Regions from separate parts of the Rattus norvegicus genome. Here region 2 is linked to region 1. A link is a contact called in public Hi-C data. All regions are on one chromosome and are shown on one strand. The core of a region is the stretch at or near the end of the contact, and the rest is flanking DNA. Distances in the headings are between cores, read along the strand shown.

Region 1 (6,121 bases), core at 980-3,479:
CAGGAAGTGCATATACACCATAGATCACATACTACAAATAGGGAGCCTTAGGGGTTCTGGAATGTAGGTGTGGGAGAGGGAGGGAGAAGGGACAGGGAAAAGGGGTGAGGGTAGGATAGCTCAGTGCCCACCTATTTCGCAGAATTTCCCGTCCCAGCCTTCCTTGCAGACACACTGCCATGGTTCTTCACAGAGTCCATTAACACAGCCAGGGGAGGTTACGCACTTCTCACACAGGGGGCCCTCCCAGCCAGGCTCACACCTGTGTGGACAAAGGGGAGAGAGAGAGGGACACATGAGGGGAGCAGGGGTCCAGAGACTCGAACTGTTGTCTGCTGAACAGAGAACACTTGGTGGTCTTTGTGGAGTCCCAGGCCAGTGGCTCCTTTCAACAATCAGCAGTCACCTGAATGGAAAACTCAGAGAAGGTGCTGAGGGGCAGAAACACAAGGGTCTACCAGACCCCCACAGGAACCCCATTTGGTGCAGTGGTCTACAGTGGTCTCCCCCTGCAAGGCACTCTTCTGATCCCCCTCCTTCCTGCACCCCTCCTTCTCTCTTCTCCCCCCTCCCCCCAGTTTTCTGCAGAAGCAAGAAAGCTGTGACGCAGTTTTTTTTTTTTTTTTGGAAAAGCACCCCCTCCTTCCAGCCTGACTCCAAGACTCCACAGGATCCTACCCCCACCATGGCCCCCCCAAACAGCTTTCTCCATTACCTGCAGACATTGTCAGCCTCACAGAATCCATGCTGAGGGTCACAGGCCGGGTCGCACTCAGCCCCTGAGAAGGAGAAAAAGGGTACGCAATTCACCCCACAAGGCCTAAAGGACACTACAAACACCATCTTCCCTCAGATGGCCTGCTGCCCCTCAGCAGGGGCTCCAAAGACCCTCTTGGGTCCTGCCAGCCTGGCACACAGTAGGCATTTCTTATCTGTGGATACCTACCCAGAAAAACAATCTTGCCTGCTCCTAGCCATGGGCTAAGCACAGCATCCCCCTGATTCTCCAAGTCCACAGCAGACACCTTTCTCCCCAAAGAAAAAAAGAGCCCCCAGACCCCTAAAAGTAGGAATGAGGGACAATGAAGGGGTAGCCTTTGACCCCTGGTCATTCTGTCAAGGCCCCCATTTGAAAGTGACCTAAAGGGGAGATTTTGAGGTGTTTGAGAAAGCCCAGGCAAGCCCACCTGCCTAGCTCACAGGTGAAGCAGCTAGATTTTACCCCAAGATTAACCCTAGTTAAACCAGGCAACCAAATCCTTTCTCCCCCACTTCTCCTGCCCCCGCACTGGTCACATTAAAAGAACTGCGCAACAGCTCTGCAGGGCCTCTGAGATTCCAACGCTCTTAAGGGAGTCTGACACTTTAATAGACACCTACTGTATGCATTTACTCAACCAGTTCTCAGGCTTCCCAGACATCCCCCGACCCCCACTCACAACTACTGGCGCACTAAGAGCTGGGGTCGCTGCGGGAAGGGGGCAACTCTCTTCTGCCAGAGACACATGGCCTCTGCAGACAGAAGTGTCGCAGCCCCTCACCTAGAGAAATGCGCCACGCAGGAGGGGCTCCAGCTGTGCTCCTGTTGGAAATTGGGGGCTACGGCTGCAAAGTCATCCCCCAAAGCCCCCAAGGCCTATTCCTAAACACATATTCCATGACAGATACCCACAAAGTTGCACCTCAGCTCTTTTTTTCCCCTTAAATAGAATACCTCCCAGTGCAGTCTCCTTTTTCCATACCTTCTCAATCCGCGCAACAAGACCCCTCTGAACGCCACTTCTGCCGGGCGAGAAGGGGCTGGGACCCTCCACCTCCCACAAACCCTGGGACCCCAGGATTGGGCTCAACACGCAAGAGTGGCGCAGGGAGGATGAGTGGCACAGTGCGGGGCTTAGGGTTAGGCGGGACGGGCGGGACTTGGGGCGCACGGGACAGGGAGAATGGGATGGTCGGCAGGGTGGTCGGCGGGGCATCGCAGGCTTCCCCAGAGGGGGCGCAAGCCAGACCGCCAGGGGGGGCTCACCATAGGTGCTGTGGCCGAAAGCCAGCAGGAGCAAGAGGACGCGCAGGAGGGCTCCGGTCGCGATCATCTCGGGGCGGCCTGGGTCGTGGTCCGGGTAGCGGTGGCGGTGCAGGGGCTGCTCCGGGGGCTGCGCTGGGCTTCTGGTTGCGGACCACGAAGGGGGCACGGGTGTCCAGCGGAAAGAAAGCCAGGGTTGCACCGGGGCGCACGCTACTAAGTGCGGCTGCCGAGGAGCTGCCGCTGCGGCCCGCGCGCCGCCTTTTCGTACTGTCGTACCCCCCCGCGGCCCCCGCCCACGCCCACGCCTCGCGCGCACGGGGCAGGCGCCGGCCAGTCCCGGTGACCCACCCCCTGGCGGGGCCGCCCCCCAGCGCCGCGGCGCCCGGAAGCGGCTCGCGCACGCGGCTGCACTCTTTGGCTAGACGGGTACCTGCGCACGATGGGCACGCGGTCCGCACACAGGACAGCACGCGGCTGGAGGCGGAGGTGGCGGCGCTCGCACAGGCCCGCTTAGCGCAAGTCTCAGGAACCAAGCCAGGCGAGCGAAAGCCCTCGTACGCACCCAGAATACAAAACGCTCACAAAACACAGTAAGACACTTAGGGCTGGAGTCCCGCGCACACATGGCGCGGGTCAGAAGCCCAGGAGGACCCAAACGCACACCACGAAGATGTGAAAGACGCACATGATCACAGATGCACACACGAAAACCACCACGAAAAGCCGAAGCCCTCCGACGAGCCTTGCCATTGTGGAGTTTGGGGAAGGTGCAGATGCACTTGCTCCACAGACCCCCAACCCAAACACACCTTTCAACACAGGCAAACCTTAATGCCTGCTCCCGAGGCACAGGTCACAGACCAGGGCAGCAGGAACACTGTCCGATCTGCTCCAAGCAGGGGAAGCACCAGCTATGAAAGACTGAGAGTCCTCCTGCCTATGCCGCCCCTCTACGCAGCCCGCCTGTAAACACAGGAGACCACTGGTAAACACCGACGACATCGTGCGTCACCCCCTACCCCTCCTCCTCTCGCAGGTACCACCATCACAGTCTGGGCCTTATCATGCTGAAACATAAAAGCAGTGATTCTTTCCAACATGTACAGCTACACACCTGAGAGCAACACCTATGCCCAGTCCCCAAATCTGTCCCAGATTCACCCAACACACGAATTACACCAAAGTACACACAATCCGATTCATCTTTGTTCACAGTCACACATGTTGACAGTCTCGCCAATATGTTCACTGTCAAATGCAGGCAGGCAGGCAGGCAGGCAGGCAGACAGACAGACAGACACACACACACACACACACACACACACGCACGCACGCACGCACACACACACACACACAGTGGCTTTCAACCAGGGGTGGCTTAGAGGATGGGAGTGGGGGGGGTTATTGATTCTACCAGGTCCCTGGGGCAATCCCTTTTTCCTGCTATCCCCTCCAGCGAGGGCTCAGAGCCTTTTACTCAGCTGGGAAGCCCCCATTTTCCATTCTGAGGCTCAAAAAGGAGGAGAAGCCAAGTGAATTGATAACATTTACTGGGCCAGGGAGGTGGCTCACTGGGTAAAGGTGCTTGCAGCCAAACTTGAGTTTGATCCTTAACTCCTGCAGTTGTCCTTTGATCCCCACAGAAACCCCTTAAATAAAATGTAAATAGAGTCATTGATGTAGCTCATTTGGTAAACCATAAAGGTGCCTGCCACCAAGCCTGACAGCTTGAATTTAATCTCCAGACCTCACATGGTGGAAGGAGAGAGACTGAGACTGTTGTCCTGTCTGGTCAGTACATGACTCTTCTCTCTCTCTCTCTCTCTCTCTCTCTCTCTCTCTCTCTCTCTCTCTCACACACACACACACACACACACACCACACACACACACACACACATCTGTCTCTAATGTAAAAAAGAAATGTAAAAAATCAAATAAATGTTTTAAAATAAAAAATAAAATAAAATGTAAATAAAAAAAATTTTTTAATGTGGAGGTTGAATAGACGACTCAGCAGTAAAGAGCATGTATTGTGTTTCCAGAAGACCCAGGTTCAATTCCCAGAACCTACAGGGCAGCTCACCACTGATTGTAGACCCAGTTTCAAGAGCACCAGACACACGTGTAGTATACACACATATAAATGTTTATATGCATAAGAAAAACATCTTTAAATAAAATGAAATATAAAGAAAGAAAGAAAATGTTTTTTAATATATGGCTTCTTCCTTTTCCTCACATAGGGCAAGGAGCTTTAACTCTGAATCTAGGGGGGGCATCTTCAGCCCAAGGTAGGGGGTGGTGGCATATGACCTTGCCAAAGCAGGTTGGAAGAGTTTTGCCATTTTAGGGGATTGGAAGCCAGACAATGGGAACCCCTAGGTCAGAAAGCTGGGAATGGGCACATGGCTAGAGTTGAGGCTGAAAGAATTGGGGTAATGTTCTTTTCTTGTGCTTTCTGCAGAAACTGTGACTGAGGGCTGGAAGAAAAAGCCCCTGAGTAGGCTAGAGGAAGCAGTCAGGGTTCCCCTGAATTGGTGTGGATCCATTGACTCCCTTATCCTCTTGTCCTTAATAAACTGAGGCTAACATAGCAAGTATTTCTGTTAGGGGAGGTGTTGTTCGGACCCCCCCCCAATCCCACAGGTCCTTGTTTAAACTGAGAGTGGCTGACAGGTGCCACTGTCCCCTCCTTGGTGATCACCGAGGTCTCCTTGGCTCTTCTTCATTTCTTCCTTCCTTCCAAATACCCTGACCTCAGCCTCCAAAATTATCCTAAGCAGTGCAATAGGGCAGGCACACCGGAGGGGCTGGGTTCTCAGCCAGAGCCAAAGAGATCAGAGGATCTTGGAGCTGGGTCCCTGGGATAAAGGCCCCTGCTTAAGGCGGCAGGAAAAAAGTGGGGTACATAGAGCACAAGAAGCCCCAGATTAGTGAGGTGAGTCCCTCACCTAGACTCCTTCCCCTTCCTAAGCCCCTCTACACTCTGCCCTCCCCAGGGCTGGAAAGGAAAGCAAGTCAGAGGCACAGCCTAGGTGCCTAAATGTCAGGGGTTTAAACTAAAGGGCACTCCTTTGGCTGATGAGAACTTGATTTCCAACCCCAGATCCATCCCGTGCCTGCTGAGAGGGTGCTGGCTCATCACCCCCTTCTGCGAGCCATGTTTCCACATCTCTAAGCAGGGATCACACACCTGTCACTGAAAAGACCTCAGGATTTTGTAAGCAGAAAGCTCGGTGCCTAAAAGGTCCAGCCACAGCCAGGGCTGGACTTCAGCGCCAGAAAGCTAGAGGGATCTCGGAGGGAAGCACCCAGAGTCCTCTTTTGGAGCCCCTACAGGGTGGCTTTGGGTGGGGAGTTTCCTCTTTCAGGACGCACAAGCCCAGGAGTTTTATGAGGGTTTGCTCTGGTCTCAATAAAAACGTTTGTTAATGCTGCGGGCTGAAGATGTCTGTATAATGAGCCTACGCCGCTGAGAACAAATGAGTGAGACGGGAGCACTAGGGAGGGGAGGTTGGAGACTGTCACAGGCTCAGAGGCTGCACAGAAAATGCCAATCGAATCCCTTGGGGAGAAGTCGGCACAGTCTGCCGTTTTTTTGCCAAGCAGATCTTGGGGGCTGGGAGCCACGCCCTGCTCCTCTATCTGAACATCCCTCCTCAGCCCCCTCCTCTTCTCTGGCGTCTGCATTCAGACCCCTGGACTCACAGGGGTGAGGCAGGCAGCTCCCCCACCCCCATACAGCAAAAGCACCGCCCAACTGTCACCGTGGCAGGCGGAAGCAGGGGGCCTGTGCAGGTAGCAGAGACTGAATCTGCTCCCCGTGTGTGGCGGAGGAGGGGGGGTCGCAGGAAAAGTCTAAGCTGCCTCGGAGCTAGGCTTGCTTCTCTCTGGCCAAACCAAGGACTCTGTAACTTTCAGGCTCTCCGGCAGGCAGGAGAGGAAAGCAAAGAGATTCTGTCTTGCAAAAGAGATGCCCTGGCTATGGGTCAAAGTTTTCTGAAAGAATCCAAAAAATGCTGTCTCTGGCCCGTTTCCAGTACCCGGCTCCCCTCTCCCATCCTCCCGCTCCAGACCCCATCCTTGCCTCCAG
Region 2 (6,121 bases), core at 1,660-4,159, 560 kb before region 1:
GGCCTCTAAGGATCCCAGTTCGAGATGCAGTATGCCTGCGACCACAGGGTCAAGCTAGGCTTGACCCTCCCCTATAACCTCCTTCAAGCACAATGCCTGAGACCAGGCATCCCCACTGTGCATTGAGATCTTCCTTCATGGTCTCTCTGATTCTCACTTTGACCTTCACAGTGACTCTTCCATGATCCCCGATGACCTCCAGCCTCAGGTCTCAGGCCCCAGGCTCTCTTCTGTTGTCCCAGCTGTGTGCCTCCCTGCCCTGAGCCCCTCACCAAGCCATCACCACATCAGCTCTCTTCTGCAGGCACTGGGCAGCCCTTTGCACGGAGCTCACAATCCCCTTTAACACCAGGGTGGCAGCTAGCACACCTGATGCCTCACATACAGGTGACTCACATACAGGTGACATACATGCATGACACCTTCCCTCTACATTGAGATGAAACCCAGTACCAGGATCAGCCCAAGTGCTTACTTGACCAGCAGGAGGCGCTTGGGAAGTGGCTAGGGCAGGAGACAGCTGAGCTCAGTGACAGGAGCCCTACACCATAGTCATAGCCCCCACCCCTAAAACTCAGGCTAGAGGAGTGCTGGGAACAGCCTGTAGCAGAGCTTGGAGGGCATCCACTGCTCCCAACAGCAGAGGACACTCTCTACACATACCTGCACACGTACCTGGAGGAAGCAGAGAGCCCCTCCGTAGCCACCCACCCCACGTTCACCCGCTCCAGTTCTTAGAAGGCCAGTTCCAGGAAGCAGCAGGAACTGTTCTGGCCTGCATATGCTGTTTCCTGGAAAACTAGCTCACAGCCCCTGAGGGGGCCTCACAGGGGAGGCTCATATCCAGAGACTGCCGACAGCCTGGAGCCACAGGGTGGGCTAGGGCTGGCTAGGGACATAGATTCAGCTGGTAGGGGTGAAGTTAGCAGGGGCAGAACACCATGGTGAGTGGACAGAGGAAGAACTGTCATGATAGAGGTTTGGGGGGGCTCCAGTGCCACCTGGAAGCCCCTGTCCCTCATGAGGGACATTTGTTGGACATAGAACAACAAGGAGGCAGGAACCTAACATACTCCAGTTCTCACAGACACTGATAGGACTGGCGCGAGGCAGCCCCACAGCGGGAAGTCTCAGCCCCTGACTCTCCTTAACCTCAGCTGCATCCCCGCTGAGGGTGTCTTATTTAACCCTGAAAACTCCTGGCAGAGCCTCCTCAACATATTTGATGCAGCTGTCCCTGGGCCCCTCTGTCTAAGGCCCACGTGGCACAAAGAGAGATCCAAAATCCCGTCTTGCACCTCTTCTGCCAAGTATGGGTGGAGCAGGTGGCCCAGATGGATGCCCGGAGAATGGAGGCCCATCCTGGTATTGGGGGTTTGAGGTGGGTGCTCTTCAGACCACCTTGTGCACAGCCCCGATGCACCTCTGAAATCACCCAGACCCTGGGCATTGGGTACAGCTAAAGATCAGGTACAGTGTGTGCCAGGGTAGCAGTGAGGAGGGAACAGGCTCGTCTTGGTTCCGGCAAGCACCCTTCACTTTGCAGCCTGGTGGAAGGTAGGAGCAGGGATTAACAGGTCCTGGCTTGTTCACTTTCCCTGAGCACAGAGGCCCCACGGGGCTGCTCTAATTGGTTCATGTCTGACTGTAGCAAAGAACAAATTGATTTCCCTCCAGCTGTTTCTGCAACCACAGGTCCTCACTCAGGCACAGGCAACCCGCTGTGCCACCCAGCTTCCTTGGCAGCACTGGGACAAAGTCAGGGGTGAAGGGCAAAGGGGTCTTGTGCCAAAGAAAGGATTCTGCCTCAATGTCCCAGAGTTCACACATACACACATACACACACACACACACACACACACACACACACACACACACACACACACACCCTCGAGTGCACCTTGACAGAGGAAGAAGCCTGGAAGACTCCCTGGCTTCACTACTCCTTGCAGTAGCTGTCAAAATCAAATTTTGAACAAGATCTTATGGTAAAACCCAGTGTTCCCTCTACTTGGGGCTTCATACACAATGCCTCAGCCATATTGGAGTCTTTACCCGCAGGACACACATATTCTTGCCCCAGGGCCTTTGCACGTGCTGAGAATGTTTGCACCATTTCCCTTCCCACATATTCCTTTGCCAATGGACAATATATTCTTGCTCTGTGGACTCTGCGGGCAGTTCTTCACTTGGACAGCTTCTCCCGGGGAGGGGCCTTGGCCCTCTCTGCACTCAGCCCCATGCTTGGCTTACTTTGTGTGCAATCCTTCCCGTGACAAGTCTAGCTTTTCTTCCCAAGGAGCAAATATATTCCCGGTTCTCACAGCAACCACTCTGTGCGCACAAGCAGCCTCGGTGCCCAAGGAACCACAGGTGCTCCCTGGGAGGAGGTAGGAGACTGGGTGTAGGACAGTGAACCCCACGGGCCTAACTGACTAGAAGAGCAACCAGGGACCAAGGAAGAAGCTGGAACCCCGCCCCGCTGGCAGGCTGAGAAATGCCGGTGTCTGCACCCAGCAAAGCCTCACACATACCTAGCCTCCGGCTTAGAAGCCTGCAGAGAGACCCTGGCACTGGCACAACCCTCCTTGATCCCTGCCTCCCCAACCCCACCCCTCTCTCACTCCGGATTCTTTGTGATAGAGGTAGATGCCGCCCCGCCCCCGGACTTCGTTTTCAGTTCCTGTCTGCTTTCGCAGCCCTTTCTCCACATTTCTCCACACCAAAGCAGAACCCTGGAGTTCACCCTTACGTGCTGTGTTGACCATCCCCACCCCATTTCTTCCTTGCCTCCCACCCTCCGCACTATAGCCTACTCCCCCCCCCCACCCCCCGTGCCACCCCTGCCTCTGCCCTTGTAGACCCTCTCTTTGTGTTCGCCCTCCGAAATCTGCATCATAAAAAGCGCTAGGCCCAGACGGTTAGGGAAAGCTTCTCCTGGGGTGGGGAGAAGGGGCCAGGCTGTACTGGCAAGGTCAAAATTCTTCTGATTTCCCAGCGACAGAGGCCATTCACATGTTAATAAATCACACCCCCATCAGGGATCTAGACAGCCTTTCTGAAAACTGCATTTTAACCCAGCACAATGGCTCTGTGAACAAGTCTACAAATAAAGATCCTGAGGTATGGGGTGACGGGGGCAGATGGAAAGCCACCCAATGTGTAGAGGGCTCAGGAAAGGGACCGTCCACCGACCGCCTGGCTAAAAATCATAAAGTCCTCCCAACCCAGAGCAAAAGGTGGGCCGAACTTGTGACTCAAAGCCAAGACTTGCTGACAGACAGATGGACGAGTGAGGGGCAGGAGGGGACTTTCTGGGGTCTTGGCTTGGTCACTTAGCAGGTAGTTTGCAATCCCCTGCATCCCATAATATAGGATTTCCTGTGGTGTCTCAATAGGCTGCCTCCCCTCTGCCTCCCAGATCCCTGAAGCCCCAGGATGCTCAGGGACTGTAGAGAGCCAAACTTCAGGTGTAGCTGGTCCCAGGGTACAGACCTAGTCCTTGCCTGAAATGGATCACCTCCGCCCAAGGCCTGACTTTCTACCAGGAAGACTGTTGTTACTTACGGGGTTTTGTTATTGTTTGTTTTGTTGTTGTTTGTTTGTTTGTTTTGGTTTAGGTTTTGGGTTGCTTTTTCCTTCCTTCAGGGTTTGTGCCTGAAAGAAATGAGAAGGCCAGGGTTGTTTTTTTTTTTTTTTTTTTTTTTTTTTAAGTTTTAGAAAAGTCGTACAAAAGTTTTAAGACATTGTTCTTGTGCAACTGAAAAGCTGCAAGATTTGGCAGAAGTCCATGAGCTAGGGTCAAAATGCCCAAATGAAAACCAGGTTTGGGAGCTGAGAGATGGCTCAGGGGATAAGAGCACTGGCTGCTCTTCCAGAGGCCCCATGCTTTAGTCCTATCTCATACGTGGTGGCTCCCAACCATGTGTAACTCCAGTTCCAGACGCTCTGATGCCTTCTTCTGGCCTTCTTGGGTATCAGGCACACTTGCAATATATATATATATATATATATATATATATATATATATATATATATATATGATATATATCATATATAATATGTATATGTAATAACATATAATATGTTATATGTTTTATATATGTATATATAAAACATAAAAATAAATATATCTTATTTTAATAAAGCTTGCTTGCTTCCCACCTATTTTCTTGTCAAAGACCCTGAGCCTCACGTACACCGAGAAGATTTCAGGGGACATCTTGATTTCTGGTGGCTGAGATAGACCCAGAGTCCTTTGATTCCTGGCACCTGTGGTGAATCTCTGACATGGGAAACAAGAGCAGTGGGCAGAGGCTGTAAGAGTTCTCTGTAGGGTCTGTTCCTCAGCGGACTCAGTAGATGAGAGTGGGTGGGCCTGAAGAGGAAAACATGGGACTGAGGAGAGGAGGTACTGAGTGATGAGGGGCGGGGCTAAGGGAAAGTGGGTGGGCCTTAGGAGAGGATACTGAGGGGGTGAGGGGCGGGGCTAAGGAAAGGCTGAAGGGAAGATAGGCAGAGCTGAGGAAGACCAGAGATCAATACCAGTGGTCTTAGCCAGTATCCATAACCAGGAGGCCCCATAAGCACCAGGCATTTGGCAACTGGAAGGTGAAGATTGAGCTGGCAAGTGGGGTACTGGTTGGGGTCTTCTGTGAGATGTAGCCCTGTCTCTCTGAGTCCTCACTGGAGGGAAAGGGGTAAGAGTCTCCAGCCCTTATTATCATAGGGCACTAATTCCACTATGAGGAGACGCACTTTAGGATCTAGTCACTGCACAGAAGCTCCTTGGGCGACACCATCCCTGAGGGGCTGGGCGATCCTCCTGTGAATGTGGATGGGGGTAGAACTCAAGCCCTCAGTTCAGGGAAACAGGTGAGCATTGGAATGGGGCAGAGTGCCTCTGAGACTAATAGAAGGACAGCTGAAGACTGCCACAGTCACAAGAGCAGGGCTGTGGTCAGGGGCTCCCATCAAGGACAGCAGTGGAATCATGAAGGCCCCTGGAGGACAGAAGCACCTTGCCTAGGGCAGGCCAGTGCACTGGGTCTGGATGTGGGCAGGGACTCCCCCAGGACTCACTGTGGAAACTCTGAGCTTTTAGGAAGTCGTGCTGCAACCAGGGTGTGCTGTCCAGCAAGCCGCCCTGTCACAAGAGGCCTCATCAGACCAGACGCTCACCAGGAAAAATGCACTTTCTTGTTGGATCCAAGACCCAGATTTTGTAGAATAAACACTTGTCAACTCAGAGAGCATGTATACCAATTAATTACCGCTGGGCTAGGCTGCACTGGGCTGCGGGCTGTGAGAGCAAGCCTTCCTCAGGCCACTTTTTCCTTTCTGTTTCCCCCAGGACATGAGCATCACATGAAATGTCTCAATGACTCTTTCAAGAGCCCAATGTTTGGAGTCCTCTTCAGAGAAGTGGGTCTGGTCTCCCTGAGACACTTCTAATAGCACAGAGATGAACAGTTGGGGGACAAGGAAAGAGAAGTGTCTCATGTACCAGATGAGACACTCTCCTCCTCACTCTCCTATTAAAATGTAGCTGGACATTGCTTTTCTCTCGGTGGTCACTACCGCCAGACATATGATACAAGACAATGGATGTCTTAAGATTCCTTTTTCGTTTTTCCAGTTCGAACCAGTCCCTCTTCCCTTCGGTGCTTGACCCAGGGAGAAGAGTTAGAGCTTTGCCCAGAGCATCCTGACACCTAGGTGGAGTCTGCCTTGTGTTCAGTAACCATTGGCACTCAGTCACTGTTTGGCATGCAGTTAACATGTGATGAACTCTTACCTCAGGCCAAAAATCATGTCAGAGAGACCAGATTTAGCCTCTCTTCTGCAACAGCTAAGAATCTGGGCAGAACACATGGAATAACAACTGTTAGACATGAACTGTCAGACAGTTCAAGTCAGTTCAAGACGGTAATCCCAAGATGGAGGGAAAAAACCATGTGAGCCCTGTCTGGAGAGTATCCAGGCATGCCACAGGGAGGGAGACCAAGACAGAGCCTGGGGTCTTTCTCATGGAACTGGGAAGGCTGATACAGCTGGAGTCCTAGGACAGAGGAAGGGAAGGAAATCGTGTTGGGGATGTACTTGTAGATGGTCCCTCTTG

What was found. A called contact is a pair of places that touch in the nucleus more often than the background predicts.
Region 2: a contact with region 1 is called in a Hi-C map of Schwann cells, with 4 times the contacts expected there. The contact joins the enhancer-like site here to the promoter of Dlk1 in region 1. A contact is called at or near these places in 3 of 12 Hi-C or Micro-C datasets (the Rat2 cell line, Schwann cells and hepatocytes).

Annotation. Positions count from the first base shown.
Region 1 is chr6:134,188,705-134,194,825 of GRCr8, reverse strand. Dlk1 (delta like non-canonical Notch ligand 1) reads right to left here and starts at 2,229. Exons shown (of 5, transcript NM_053744.2): 1 at 2,027-2,229; 2 at 716-779; 3 at 132-262. The coding sequence starts at 2,093.
Region 2 is chr6:134,754,074-134,760,194 of GRCr8, reverse strand. No RefSeq gene overlaps it. Among named protein-coding and RNA genes, the nearest start is that of Mir3072, 170 kb to the right of the region's middle. Within about 2 kb of position 2,909, at least 7 of the 93 cell types and tissues checked have an H3K27ac peak or open chromatin away from gene starts, as enhancers often do. A contact at or near this core is called in Schwann cells, where this site is marked.